Linked DNA regions of Rattus norvegicus: region 1 is linked to region 2. A link is a contact called in public Hi-C data. All regions are on one chromosome and are shown on one strand. The core of a region is the stretch at or near the end of the contact, and the rest is flanking DNA. Distances in the headings are between cores, read along the strand shown.

What was found. A called contact is a pair of places that touch in the nucleus more often than the background predicts.
Region 1: a Hi-C map of liver shows a contact between it and region 2, with 3 times the contacts expected there. The contact joins the enhancer-like site here to the promoter of Chsy1 in region 2. A contact is called at or near these places in 4 of 12 Hi-C or Micro-C datasets (the Rat2 cell line, kidney and liver).

Annotation. Positions count from the first base shown.
Region 1 is chr1:129,182,172-129,185,391 of GRCr8, reverse strand. It overlaps LOC102549532 (a long non-coding RNA gene), which reads right to left. Exons shown (of 5, transcript XR_350463.5): 4 at 744-1,130; 5 at 158-312. Among named protein-coding and RNA genes, the nearest start is that of Chsy1, 84 kb to the right of the region's middle. Within about 2 kb of position 1,956, at least 15 of the 93 cell types and tissues checked have an H3K27ac peak or open chromatin away from gene starts, as enhancers often do. A contact at or near this core is called in liver, where this site is marked.
Region 2 is chr1:129,097,874-129,101,368 of GRCr8, reverse strand. It overlaps Chsy1 (chondroitin sulfate synthase 1), which reads right to left and starts at 1,281. Exons shown (of 3, transcript NM_001106268.1): 1 at 972-1,281. The coding sequence starts at 1,255.

The sequences.
Region 1 (3,220 bases), core at 707-3,206, 83 kb before region 2:
TTGCTGGCCCCCCAGTTCCTCTGCTCGTTATCTGAAATAGGAAAATGCCACACACATGAAATTCTTCTCCCCAGCTAGTTAAGTGAGGCAAAACGTGAAACTGAAATTTGAGTCGGCCTTGAATTTTGCATGATGTCAATAAATACGAGACTCTTGATTTGGCCAGACAGGTTGGGTTTTCATAAATAGGGACCTGGCCCTGAAGATGATGTGTTTCCGGGCAGCCCTCTGGAACTCAGAGGGAGTCTCCAGGGGAAACCAAACACAGTAGTTCCTCGGACTCCATCCATGTGTGTTCACGGTCTGTGTCAGCTAGAAAAAGAAAAAATTAGTAATCATTGCTGCTCATCCCCACTTGTGCCTCACTTTGAAATTAAACTTCGTTACAGATACACATGAGCAAGAAGCAGCAGTTCCGTGTGCACAGGCTTCTGACCATCTGTGGGTTTCAGACCTTTCGCAGGGGGTTGGTGGGGACTGCCGTGCCCAGTCCGGAACCCCAAGGCCTTCTGACAGCATTACAGAACTGAGAACAGGGCCCCAGGCAGCTCAACCTGAGAGCCCCAGGGGCCAGCCAGAGGCTGGGAGAGCAGCCTTCTCACACAGCTGTGTTCATCTCCCATTTCATAGGAGGCAAGGAACCACAGCTTCAGGAGGATGCTGGCTCTGCAGCCAGGACAACACTTACTGAGGACTTACTGAGGGTATGGGGGAGAGATGAAGACTAGGGATGGGGAACTTACATCCCCTCTGCATCCCGGAAAGCCAGAGAGGTCATAGCCACTGCTGTTCTTGAATGTGATGGAGCTCGGCAGTCCTCAGTATCCTCGGAGCTTATGTTTCTGTGTCACAGACACAACAGCCAACGCTGACAGACCCAGAGCAGTTGGCCAGAGCCACCTGTGGTCCAGGTCTATTGGCTTTGGAGGCCCTGCTCCACCCCCAGCCTCTCTGGCACCCACGAACTCCTTAAGGTGGCCTCAGCATGCATCTGTCACTCCACAATGCTGAGAGGCTCTGTGCTGTGGCCATGTGATCTTTGGGCTCTGGAGCTAGTTTGTCATCGCTTGATTCTCAGTCCTCATTGATTGTGTCACCCGGGGCCTCGATGTGTACTTTGGTTTCCTCCTCTGTCAAAAACAAAAAGCATTATGGGAGTAGCCTCTACCACATGGTTCAGATGTGAGCAGTGCAGCCTAAGGGTGGGCTGCCGCTGTGTTATTTTGTCACTGTTGCTGGTGTGAGGTTGTGCGGTTTGGGGGACAAGCCTGGGAAAGTAACTTGAACTGGCCCACTCCAGAAGCCTGATCTCTGACACCCCAGCTCTACCCCCTCCCTGGAAGTGTCTTCCGTCAATCTCTCTGTCCCAAAGGTTCAGGCACAGGCTTTCCTCAGCTCTGGTTGCTGCATACCCTCCCACCCCAGAGGAAGTAAAACTACCCCTGGGTCAAGTCCCAGGCAGGAGGTTGTGGACCTCTTCTGGGTGGATTCCAGACCAGCCTCCACAGGCTGCCTCTGCCTGAAGCCATGTGTGGGCCTGAGGGCCATCTATTGTGGGGGAAGTTGCTCCCTTCCCTGAGCCCTGGCTGTTCCGAGTGCACAGTGATTGAATGGTGGGTGGGATGCCTGCCCTGCCTGTCTATAGGCTGGGATCTAACTCCACTGCCAATCTCTTGTCTAGGCTGGGCCCAGCTCTCTTCTCCCCCCTGCTCCTGGTGGGTCTGACTGGGCTGCATGGAGGTACCCACCATCCTAGGACACCCCTTGGGCTACGTGACAGTCATGCTACAGTCATCCCTACCTATACCCAATAGTCTAATGCAGGGAGCTTTGGAGATGAGGAGCCTCTGGACAGTGGAGCCCTTAGTTCTATTCCTCCCTCACAGAAAGGCAAGCTCTGAGAATGACGTCTCCACCCGGCCCCGCCCAGCCTTTGACTTCCCCAGCCCCAAGTTGTACAACAGGCACTTGAACTGCCAGAAACAGTCCCCAGATAACCTTATCAGCCACCCAGCCACAGAGCCTTCCTGCCGCGCCAGCCACCCACAAAAATAGAGCTGCTGATTAGAACCTTCCAGAAACACTGACCCTGGAGCCTTCCAAAAGCTGAAGAGACATCCTGGCGCGCTCTGAAGCCCTGCTCTATCTTAAAGCAGTGCGGAATATTTATTTTGGGGTCTTCAAATCAAGTCTTGGGATCTGTGGAAAGAAATCTGCCAACTACCTTTGAAAAACAGCACAAAAGTATCCCTCTTCTTAAACTTCTTTAACTGCCACTTCTGATATTATAGTTAGAAGAAATAATAGGATGAAAGGAAAAAAGTACCAGTTAAGGTTGTCCGACCCATGGATTCATCAGAATACCTAAGCTTAACCTGAAAATGACGTCATGTCCAAAAATGCGAGGAGGAAGGCGAGAGGGAGAAAAGGGAAGGGAGGAAGGGGGAGGGAGGGAAGAAGAGGAACCAAGGAAGGAAAGAAGGAAGGAAGTTTAGGATAGGAAGGACAGACACATGGCTACCCACCCGCTGTGTCCTAGATAGCTCTTCAAGTGTGGCAGAGCTTGTGCAGAGGTGGCTCGGTGGGTAAGAGCATTTACTGTGCGAGCATGGGAAGTAAACACAGATCCCAGCAGCCACAGACAGAGCAGAACATGGGAATGTGAACACCTACAACCCCAGCACCGTGGAGGGTGTGAATAGAGAAAGACTGATTTTCCCGGCTGTCAGCCTAGGTCCTTGTTTAGTAAGAGACCCTGCCTCAAAGGAACAAGAGGAGGTGATAGAGAGGGACACTTGTGCCCTCCTCTTCTGACCTTCACACACGTACACATACATGAACATAAATATATTCTCTCTCACACACAGTTTTAAAGTATTTATTATATGCTATGCATATATGCATGTATGTATGTGCATCATGAGTGTTCACAGTGCTCAGAGGCCAAAAGAGGATGTTATATCCCCCTGAAAAAGAAGTTACATGTACTTGTGAGCCACCATATAGGTGCTGGGAACCCAAGCACCCAGTGTTCTTAACTTCTGAGCCATCTCTCCAGCCCCAGCAACCGTGTGTGTGTGTGTGTGTGTGTGTGTGTGTGTGTGTGTGTCTGTCTGTCTGTCTGTCTGTCTCTCTCGCTCTGTGTCTTTCTGCCTGTGTCTGTCCTTATGTATTTCTTTGTTTGTGGGGGTCCCCGTATGTATGTGTCTATGTGCCTCTG
Region 2 (3,495 bases), core at 32-2,531:
TATACATTTAAAACAAACAGCAACTAGTGTGGCCCTGCTCAAAACGCTTAGCCCCTAAATATCCATGCTCTGAAACCATTCCTGCCACCGACTGAATCTGTGCCTGGAAGAACGCCAAACTTCACCCATACAGTAAAGGTTTGTGTACTTCACACATACAAAAGTTTCCAATGAGTCCCTTCCTTCCCTTGAGTCCACCCCTCTTCTATTTCAGGTTCACTCCAATGGAAATACAGTTCTAACAATGCCCTCCATTCCAAAACCATCTCCTTTCTAAAGGCAGCTTTGGCTAATCTCTTTGTTAATCCTGAACATGATCACTGCCACTTCTACGACTCATTTAGCCCTACTAGGGCCCAGCTAGTTCCTACCACGCATACACCTCTGGGACTGCACTGGGGAGCACCAGGCTGTAGTCTTGAATTGACCGAATCTATCACGAAAACTGTTTTTTCCTCAAGGTTCTTTATCTCTAATTACCAAACCGAAGTGCTCAAAAGCGGAGTGGTCACTCTCATTAAAAGGAATGACTGTGAAAATCTTAAGTACAGTACAGAGGAGCCCTAGCCAGGTTAATTTAGGCGGGCTCTCCCTTCGAAATGACAAAGTGCCTATTTTAGAGACTCAAATTATACCTCTGCCTCCACTATCGCAGGTACAACACTGAATTTCCCCACCATCTTATGGGGGAGACTCGTTCCTTTTAACAAAGAAGTCCTGAACACAGAAAGCTTACGTGTCTTTCTGGAGATCAAGTTGAAAGGCACACACTGAGTGAGGCCAGTGTACTCACTCATCTAATCCTAAAGTCTTGCCCTTGAGAGATGCTCTCCATCCTCGTCTAACCACTGCTGCCTTTGCGCTGAGTCGCTGGCAGCTACCCGAGAAGCCTCCGGGGAACCCGTAACGCCGCCCTCCCGCTAGCCAGGATGCCGGATGCAAGCGATGGTATCCACGAAAAGGGGGCTCACCTGTAAGCGGCCACGGCGCGAGTCTGCAGGTATTTCTGGGCGGTCATGACTCCCACGAAGAGAAAGTTCCTGTCGCGCGGGACGCCCTCCGCGGCCGAGCCCTGCGGCCAGAGCTGCGCCCCGCGCGCATCCCCCGGAGCACCGCCGGGCTGCGACGCTGCCTGTCCTGGCCGGCATCCCTCGGGATTGGGGCGCCGCCGCGGGCCCACTCGCTTCAGCTCCGAGGCGCGGGGCAGGACGAGTCGCGAGGCCAGCACGAAGCCCAGCACGAGCCCGAGCAGCATGCTGAGCCAGGCGCGCCGGCCGCGCGCGGCCATGCCCGCGCCCCTCCGCCCGCCGGGCCGCTATCCCCGCCGCAGGCTCCGCGCGCCTTCAGCCCGCCGCCCCCGCCCGCGGAGGCCAGCCCGCCCTAGCGCCGCCTGGCCCGGCCCGGGCAGCGCCGCGGCCGCCGCGGGTCCGCCGCGCCCATCGCGGCTCCCGAGCCGCCCGCAGGCCCCGCGCCGGCGCTTTGTTCCGCGCGCCCGCCCGCACAGCCGCGGCCTGCGCCTTTAAGAGGGGACCATGCCCGGCGCGCGCGGCCGGCGACTCCGGCGCGAGGCAACAGCAGCTCCTGCGGCTCGCGTCCCCGGGCTGGCTCGGCTCCGCTCGCGCTGCGCCCGCCCTCTCGGTGCCCTGCGCCGCCTCTGCAGCTGCACATCCTCCGGCTTAGCGCGCCATTGCAAAGGAGCCCCTCACGTCACGCACCGCGCGTTAAGAAGCGGCCCGCCGGCGGCGTGCCGTGGCCCCTCTCGGGATCCGTCCGCGCCTCGTGATTGGCGCAAAAGTGAATGGGGGGCAGTTCACGTGGCCAAAGTTTAACAAAAAAAAAAAAAAAAAAAAAAAAAAAGCACCCGCCCCGCAGTCTGCGGCCCGGCTGAAGGGGTGTGGGTTAGCACGGACTAGAGCGTGGCGGGCGGACTCTAGTCCCCGCTGCTGGGTACCCGCGGCCACACCCCCGTCGCCAGCGCTCGGAGCCGGCCGGGCACCGCACGTGGACTGAGTTGACCGGCTCCCCAGATGCCCCTAGAACTGCCACGCCCTACCCTCCCCAGGCCGACCTCCCGGCTCGGTGGCCAGGGCTGCCGGGTCCACACTGCAGCTTTGTACCCTACGGGCGTAGCCGGAGCCACACGGCCACGGTTCACCTTGGAACGCTTGGGGATTTGCGGGCTGAGAGCGAAGCGAGAATTACCTAAGTAGCTAAGGCTGACCTCGAACTCAGAGAACTCAGAGGTGTCCGTCTCTGCCTCTCAAGCGCTGGGCTTGAAAGCAAGCGCCACCAAGCCAGGCATATTCGTTTTTAAGAGATGGATGGGTAAATTACCACTAGATGATCAATACCCATATTTAATCCCAGGGAGCAGGGAGCTGGTTAGTACCCCTCACCTAAGCCCGTCAATATTTTCAAGAGTAGATTTATAAAATGGATATGGATTGTGTACTTAGGGGTGGAGGTGGGGGCACGCGGTTCCTCCGGAGCCATACACCTAGTTTTGTTTTGTTTTGTTTTGTTTTGTTTTGTTTTGTTTTGTTTTGTTTTGTTTTGTTTTGAAATAGGATTGATCTCTCACTGTATTAGGGGTCTCCAGATAGGCTAGGCTCGCTGAATGGATTTTTAAGTTGATACCAGTTTCCCTTACATTTGCTTGCTCTTAACTTTTATACATTTTGTTAAAAACAAAAGCACTTCAACTGGGGTGCCTACACGACAAATGTTTGTAAATACCAATTTTATTTCCTGGTCACCAATGTATTAGGACCTGAGAGGTTCTTTAAGAAAGAGCTTAATAGAACCCAGATGCTAGCTGAAACTGAAGATTACCTTGAACTACAGATCCTCTTGCTCATGGAGCTGAAGTGGCCTGAATTCCAGGCTTATGTGGTACCACCCCTGTTTTAAAGGGTGCCAGGGGTGAACCACTGGATCTCTGATATACTAAGCCAGTACTCTATGAACTACGGTCCCAGAGCCTGAGAAGTTCTCGTTTAATCAATTGAAAAGACAGGATACCGTGTTTGGGGGCCTACTCTTGTATCTCATTTCCATGATTAATAAATCAAACAACTGAAGTATTCCAGGTTAAGCAAGCCGTGGAGCTGTGTGAGGCACAATTCCTCCCTGCCGCTGAATGGCGGTTACTCCTGTTGATTCTTTAGATAGTACCACTGTCTTTGACACTTGTGATTTATTTAAAAAATAGTTCATCAACCCCCTCCCCTGACTCCCTCTGTAAGAGATGGTCCACATCTAAGAATAAAATATTCCTTGTGCAGTGAAAACCAGATTCCAGTAGTGGTCTCTGGGAAATACAGGACACCTAGCCATGAATCACAGGCTGGGAAACCATAGAGAAAGGTTCCAGTAAGACCATAACCACAAACCCAAGACATCCCCCGAGCCCCCAAATTCAGCAGCTGCCCCATAATTCACGCTCATTTACATAAAGCACAAACCTGGCAGGACACAGATGTTCAACTTTGTGAC